2 separate regions of the Hordeum vulgare genome follow, and region 1 is linked to region 2. The links are chromatin contacts, called in public Hi-C maps. All regions are on one chromosome and are shown on one strand. Each heading gives the region's core, a stretch centred on a gene start, on an enhancer-like site or on the middle of the called end of the contact. The rest is flanking DNA. Distances are from core to core; before and after follow the strand shown.

What was found. Hi-C and Micro-C count contacts between places; a contact is called where the count stands out from the background.
Region 1: a Hi-C map of seedling shows a contact between it and region 2, with 4 times the contacts expected there. The contact joins the promoter of LOC123451918 here to the promoter of LOC123397933 in region 2. A contact is called at or near these places in 3 of 6 Hi-C or Micro-C datasets (leaf and seedling) and 1 of 1 datasets of contacts at active chromatin or transcription factors (embryo).

Annotation. Positions count from the first base shown.
Region 1 is chr5H:512,815,131-512,818,850 of MorexV3_pseudomolecules_assembly, forward strand. It overlaps LOC123451918 (nicotinate-nucleotide pyrophosphorylase [carboxylating], chloroplastic), which reads right to left and starts at 2,132. Exons shown (of 10, transcript XM_045128475.1): 1 at 1,812-2,132; 2 at 809-942; 3 at 614-677; 4 at 422-504; 5 at 237-320; 6 at 1-143. The coding sequence starts at 2,055.
Region 2 is chr5H:512,691,663-512,695,014 of MorexV3_pseudomolecules_assembly, forward strand. LOC123397933 reads right to left here and starts at 1,595. Exons shown (of 3, transcript XM_045092446.1): 1 at 1,394-1,595; 2 at 313-420; 3 at 1-216. The coding sequence starts at 1,456. The coding sequence ends at 4.

The DNA.
Region 1 (3,720 bases), core at 882-3,381, 120 kb after region 2:
ACTGCAAGGTTTTCCTTCACCAAGAACTGATCAACAGATGTCATTGCATTTGTAATACCCCCGGCAACAGAAATATGATTATCTTTTATCATAACCATATCAAATAATCCAAGCCTGTGATTCTTCCCACCACCAATTAGTACCTGCATGTATATCAAGCATGAGCAAAACTGCATCACAATGAAGGGCAAAGGACTAAAAGTGATGAAATGGCCACACAAAAAAGGTATGCTTACTGCCCACTTGTCAACCAGACGTAAACCTGGAGCAGTTTTTCTTGTTTCCAATATGCATGCTGGACGAGCAGCATCAGCCATGGCCTGAATGGAAATAGGAGCAAAGAAATTCTCATATGAGCAAGATAGAAGCAAATTATGATAGAGAGGGGTACCATATGCTACAAAACAATAGCACCTATCACCTTTGTCATTGTAGCGATTCCACTCATTCTTTGCATGAAATTTAGCACAACCCTCTCAGCAACAATAATACTCTGGGCACACCCTTAATTAAAGAATGCAAATGGGGGAGAGAATATTAAGACTTGAAAAGGAGTTAACACAACATCACACTGTTAAGTGCTGCCGAATATGGTATTTTCAAGGCTTTTTACCATATACTTTGCCAAACTGCAATCCCTTATGGACATAATTTCCATCAGTCTCAAACCATTGAACCTGGAAAATGTCCAAGAAGGAACAACAGGTACAGACCCATAGTCAATATCACATATGATACCTCAATCTGAATAACCATATCTGCCAGAAGACCAGAACAGAAAACGGGGAATCCGACGCGATAGACATACCTTCAACGATGGATCAACTTGGTTAAATATCATCTCAGCTAGGCTTATGCCTGCGATGACACCATCCTCCTTAGCGATAAAAGTGGCTTCAGCCTTTACATCGGTTGGTATGGTAGCCAAACACGACACATCCCCTGAAAGGTGTTGACAGACAGTTAGAACATTATCACAGTGAAAGATGACACATGTATGACAATTCAAAAGCGGGACAAAGTTTCAGTATCAAAAGAGAACAAAACCCAACCTGCATAGCAACTTGCGAAAGAAATGACACAACTGGAGCTTATCTAGTTATCTCCTTTTCTTTAGCTAATAGGTCACTGTTTGAGCGAGAGAGAATGGTCACAAGTAGGTTGATTACCAGGAAAGCACATGACACGACTGGCTGAAAATACAGACTCGGGATGAAAGCGAATAAACGAAATGTCTGGTACTGATTGCTGGAGAGTGAACATCACATATAGTAATATAAGTGGGTATGAGTTGATCTGATCCATTCAATTTCTTCATTCTTCCATCATAAGTGACCTTTTCCCATGTACTCCAACAACAAGCCAACAGCAACGAGCTCAGCTAGCTAGACACCTGACATCTGAATCCTGTCTGCAGCAGCAAATTGGACAACTAAAATGTTGTGTCTCCTATCGCAATCAACCAGACTTAGGGTGGGAGAGTCAGCAGCAGCACTATTTTAATTTTCCACACACTCTTAAGGGTCGATCGTAGCACAATTTCAACTGCTACTCAATAAGAGTCAGCACCTGGAACTACATGGCGAGCTTAAGCCGGACTGATGCCTGCGAGTGCAACTGTGATCGATCGCGTACAGAAACACTGACGAGCAATTCGAAGCCAAAGAGCGAGGTGCAGTACAGCTGAAGCAGCGACGAAACAAAAATAATTGGCTAGTCGCGCTGTGCGGGCGGCGCGAGGGACTGGAACTCGGGACAGACTAGCACGGTAGTTGTGCAGACTGCGGAGAGGAGTGGCGCAGGCACGTTACCTCGGTGGCCGGCGTCCTCGGAGAGGGCGAGGGCGATGACGGCGCTAAGGTCGTAGGTGGGGTGCGCCGGCGGCGGCACGGGCGACGGCGCCGGCCGCGGCTCGGCCGACATGGAGGCCGAGGGGGCGGCGCGGGGGCGAGCGGGCAGGCGCAGGCGGGCGGGGAGGCGCAGGTTGCCGGAGCGCGCCGAGGAGGAGGAGGAGGGGAGGTGCTGGCGGATGGGCGCGGCGGCGGTGGGAGTCATCCGCGGTCTGCCCGGCGGGGGTTGGGGCGCGTGCCAGCGGCGGAAAGGAGCCGCCTTTTTCTGTGTGTCCGCGGCGCGCGATGGCGATGCGGTGCGGCTTTGCGTTGAACCACACCAGACACACCGGACCGGTGGTGCAGTCCACCCGACCCGGCTCGCGCCTCGGCGGCCTCACGCTCTTTGCTCCTTCGCTTGGCCGAAGGGCAGTCGTGGTCATACTAACGGGCCGGCCCGACCTGCCACAGCACGACCTGCCGAGACATGTTTATTAAATGGGTCGTATCATACCGGCCCACGTGTTCGGGGTCCAGGTCCAAGCACGGCAGGGGGCTATATGAGCCGGCCCGTCGGTACGCCAGGCCTGCTGGCTGTTAGGAATTTAGTATTTTAGGCTGTTATTTGGATCGATTTTGGCATATGTCTGACTATTTTTTGGGTTGATTTTAACATGCTGGGTTGTTTTTTGGTTAATTTGATCTATTGGGCCTTTTCATCTTATATATATATAAAAATAAAAATAAAAAATAAAAACGGTAAATGGACCGTGCCGTCTTGGTCCGCGTGCCCAACCTCCAGCCCCAGGCACGACCTTAGGCGTGCTTCATGTCGGGCCCGAGCACGATTAGAACGTGCCGGGCCAGGCCCGTGTTGTGCCGGGCCCGTGTCGTGCGAGGCACGTGGGCTGTCGGACTGGCCCAGTTACACGACCCGTTTAGCCAGATCTGGTCGTGGTGAGGACTTGGCTGGGTGTTTTTCTTTCGCCACTCAGCGCATCTCCAATTATACTTACAACAAGATCCAAACCGACAACGTTTTTTGTCTTTTTTATCCGTTTGGGTTGGCCGCTCACTCGGCGTCCGTCCAGTTCAAGATTTGGATGGCAGTGTGTCCAACGTCCGCGATCTATTTTATGTTCGCGCATACATTTAAAAAGTCTCGCGGCCGTAGATCAAACCATCAACCATGTTGTCGTCCAAAGTTCATGCTAGCACCATGCGAGCGAGCGACATACAATGCGAGCTTTAGAAAACACCACATAGTTTATACTAACGCACTTGCCAGCGGCCGACACGCATGACAACACAAAAAAGGGGCGGGAGTTCGACCACGCCATCGCGGTCGTGGTCATGCAAGCACACTTGGCGGCATACAAAAAGGATGGCGCTCGTCGCTGTGTATGCCTTCGTTCGTTTGCTCTTTTGCTTGGGGTGCATCCCGGCGGCTTGGTGTTGGGTCACGTTGCATAAATTGAAAAAATTTCTACGCCATATTCAGATCTTCCTATGGAGAGACCAGCAACGAGAGAGGGGTGAGTGCATCTTCATACCTTTGAAGATCGCTAAGCGGAAGCGTTGCTAGAACGCGGTTGATGGAGTCGTACTCGCGACGATTCAGATCGCGGTGTGATTCCGATCTAGTGCCGAACCACGGCACCTCCGCGTTCAACACACGTGCAGCCCGGTGACATCTCCCGCACCTTGATCCAGCAAGGACGAGGGAGAGGTTGGGAAAGATCTTCGGCAGCACGACGGCGTGGTGTCGATGGAGAGACAAGGTCTTCCGGCAGGGCTTCGCCAAGCACCGTGGGAGAGGAGGAAGAAGAGAGATAGGGCTGCGCCGAGAGAGATGGAAAAACCGTATCTCCAAAGGCCAAAAACCCCACTA
Region 2 (3,352 bases), core at 345-2,844:
TATTTACTTAGATTTCTCTTGCTCTTCCTTGTCGCCGCTTGTTCCCGTGAACCCCCGCCTTTCATTGGCGGACGCGGTGATGACGGGCATCCAGACATCGGAGGTGCTGCTCAGAAGCGATTTCACCTCTGGGTCAGATGTAATGGCAGATGATATCATCTTGTCGACATTATCGAGCCTTGCCGACAACCTGTCCAGCTCTGCGGCTATCTCTAACTGAAGAGAGAGTTGGGCCAAAGCTAATGAGATAATAAAACATAGATTCATGGAATGGGGAACAGCAGGATGTGGTGGTAAGAGTGTTGCAGTTACCTCATCAAGTTGCTTAGGTGCCTGCTCTGGAACCTTGGTGATTTCTAGGCCCAGCGCTTCAATCTTTGCTCTCAATTCTACCTCTTCCTGGTTGCTCATTGACTCCACCTACATATATTAACAAAAGAGAATTGAAAACCTGTTAATTTATCAAGGGTCCATAACCAAAAGACAAATGCCGTATTGCCATGGAAAATATACAAGGCTAAATTGTCTGAAGTAAAAAATATGCTCTGGAAACTGAGGTGAATCGTAGGAGACAATATTGATGAACTGGTATACTACAAATTTTGGAACAAAACATCCATGCATGGCATTCCCAATATTCAGATACAGCTCGAGACAGCAAGTACTGTAGATGCAGATGCATGGAGACACCAATGTAATTATACTCAAGAGTCCATCACCACAAGACAAATGCAGTACTGCCATGGAAAATATACGAGGCTGAATTCTCTGAAGTAAGAAATATACCCAGGAAACTGAGGATTAAGAGTAAACTAACAGTTTTTGCATAACAAGTGTCCGAATCAACAGAGACAACATCAATGAACTGGTATATATATTATGAGACAAAGCATCACATGCATGGCATTGCCAATATTCAGATACAGCTAGACACAGATACCCATAATAGTCGCTAAGTTTCTGATAAAACAATGCAAAATACTCCCTCCATGCCTAAATAATTGTAGTCGGAGAGAACTAGATGGGGATTATGGCTATCCTGTTCTGTCTTGCAAATCAGCACACGATGAAACAAACATACAAACACTGCTGATTTCACGATTTTTGAGTGAAGACCAGGTAAGCTAGTACAGGTACTTGGGTCTTGGGCATTCTGGCTAATATTATGAGATGGGCCTTATGAGATACAAATACAGTAGTGTCAACGATTGTAAGCAATAGCAGAAGCGTCCCCCCCTCTAATCCCGACCAGATCCGTGAAACGAAGGACCTCCTAACGGAGCAAACGGATCCTCCTGGTAGGGAACCGTCAAGCCAGGCTCCAATCGACGGCGGCCGACCGGCGAGGAATCGAGATCGGACGCGGATCGAGACGGCGCGCGCACGTACGTACCTCCTGGAGAAGGTCGGTAAGGAGCTGGAAGAGCTGCGCGTCCGGCCTCCCCTCCCCCGCCATCGTGAAGCTCCTCCGATGGATTGATTTCCCGACGGGATTCTTCTCCGGCGAGTCGTCGCTGCGTTTGCCGGTTAGATTGGATGGATACTTGGCTTGGTTTTGCTTTGCCTCGAAAAGGTGACGTGTCGCTGGAGTCGGAGTTCTGGACTAACTGGCTCCTTTATTGGGCTTGGTACTCTTTTTAGCAGAATTGTTGGGCTTGGTAGATCGGCTAGTAAAGTCAGATATAGTAGCATCTTAAGCCCACGAACAGATACCCCAAACTTTTTTCCTTTATTCGATTTTCTTTATTGGCTCTCAAATAAATAAATTACTTACTTCTGAATGATAAAGGGCATTATATAATGCACTTTTGGACCATGCGTGATTTGGTTCATTTCCTCCATCCGCATTTGTATGTCAGACATGTATTTTTAGCTCTTCAATTTAACTAACAAAACATGTGTAACATGCCATAAAAATACTCAATGTGTAATACACCTAGTGAAAATCACGTATGCCAGGAGTATACTCCAATAGTGATGTAAAATACATAACTAAATTTTGCTTCGAGTAAAATTCACAAGACCAAAAGGTGATTTTTACATCACCAAAAATCTTCAACTCCAACGGATGTATATAGGTGTTGGAAAATACATCATGGTAGTCTTCTTGTGGGTGTCCTATTTTACATCTTCTGTTGGACCACTTGTTGATGTAAAAATAGCACTTGGTGATGCAAATTTTGCTCTAACTGTTAAAGCAGTGTTTTTGCCCTCTCGTGATGTAGAAAGTAGCCTCCATCTATTTTACATCACTAGCAAAAGGGCTTATGCGTTGCAACGGGAGAAAGAAATACCACACGGCACACACTCTTAATTTATAAAAAATGTCTATAATTTGAGAATTTATAGTTACGATACAAATAAAGATGGTCTTATCCTACAAAAATGCAGTTCAAAATTTCACAGGTTTTCTATTTTAACACGGCTTGCATGTAGATTTAATACGTACAAAGAATCAGTCAAGTGACCTTCAGTTTCATCTCTAATCCTGATTTTGTTGACGTGTTCATTCCCAACCCGGATGAATACTGATATGAAAGAAAGACGAATAATGACTTATTTATTAAGATTGCACCATAGGTAGTATTTTTATTAAACGTTTAACAGATAAAAAAATATCATATTTAAATTCTACATATTTTTCTAATCAAATTCCATGTATAATATGTTAAATTTGGAGTTACGGTTTAAAAGATATGAGTATTTAAAAATATATTTAATATATACTACGAGTTTAATGTCATAAATAGTAAGGGCTTTTTGTAAAATCACCTCGGTGGGTTTTCCGACGGAAGCGACAACCTTTTTATTATTAGGTAAAGATTCATTGAAGATGCTCTAAGTTATGATTGTATTAATATCTCTCATGACTTATGGATTCCCTCGTTGGGCTCCCCTCGTAGCCCCCATTAACTTCTCAGTTTCCCTTCCCAACATATCTCAATTATTTCATCTCACGCATGCATTTCTCAATTCTTCTTTTTTTTTAGAAAAGGAGGATTTCCCCCGGCATCTGCATCTGAACAATGCATGCAACCATTTTATTAATTATTCATAGAAACCTTACAATTAGTACATCAGTTTGTTCGAAGCCACCACCTTAGCAACAACTATCGCTACTCCTAACCACTTGATGAAGGGGTGTCGATAGTCCGAGCCTAATACCAAACAAACATCGTACCAAAGCCTAACATCTAAAGCCGGAGTCCCCAACCAAGCCACATAGTGGGTTTAGGGTACAAACCGGTCCGACGCACTCTCATGTGTCGTCGCCGCCATCTTCCACCAATTCGACTTCAGAGAAGAAACTAACACACACCTCTCTGCCATCGACGCCACCATGAAGCCAGAG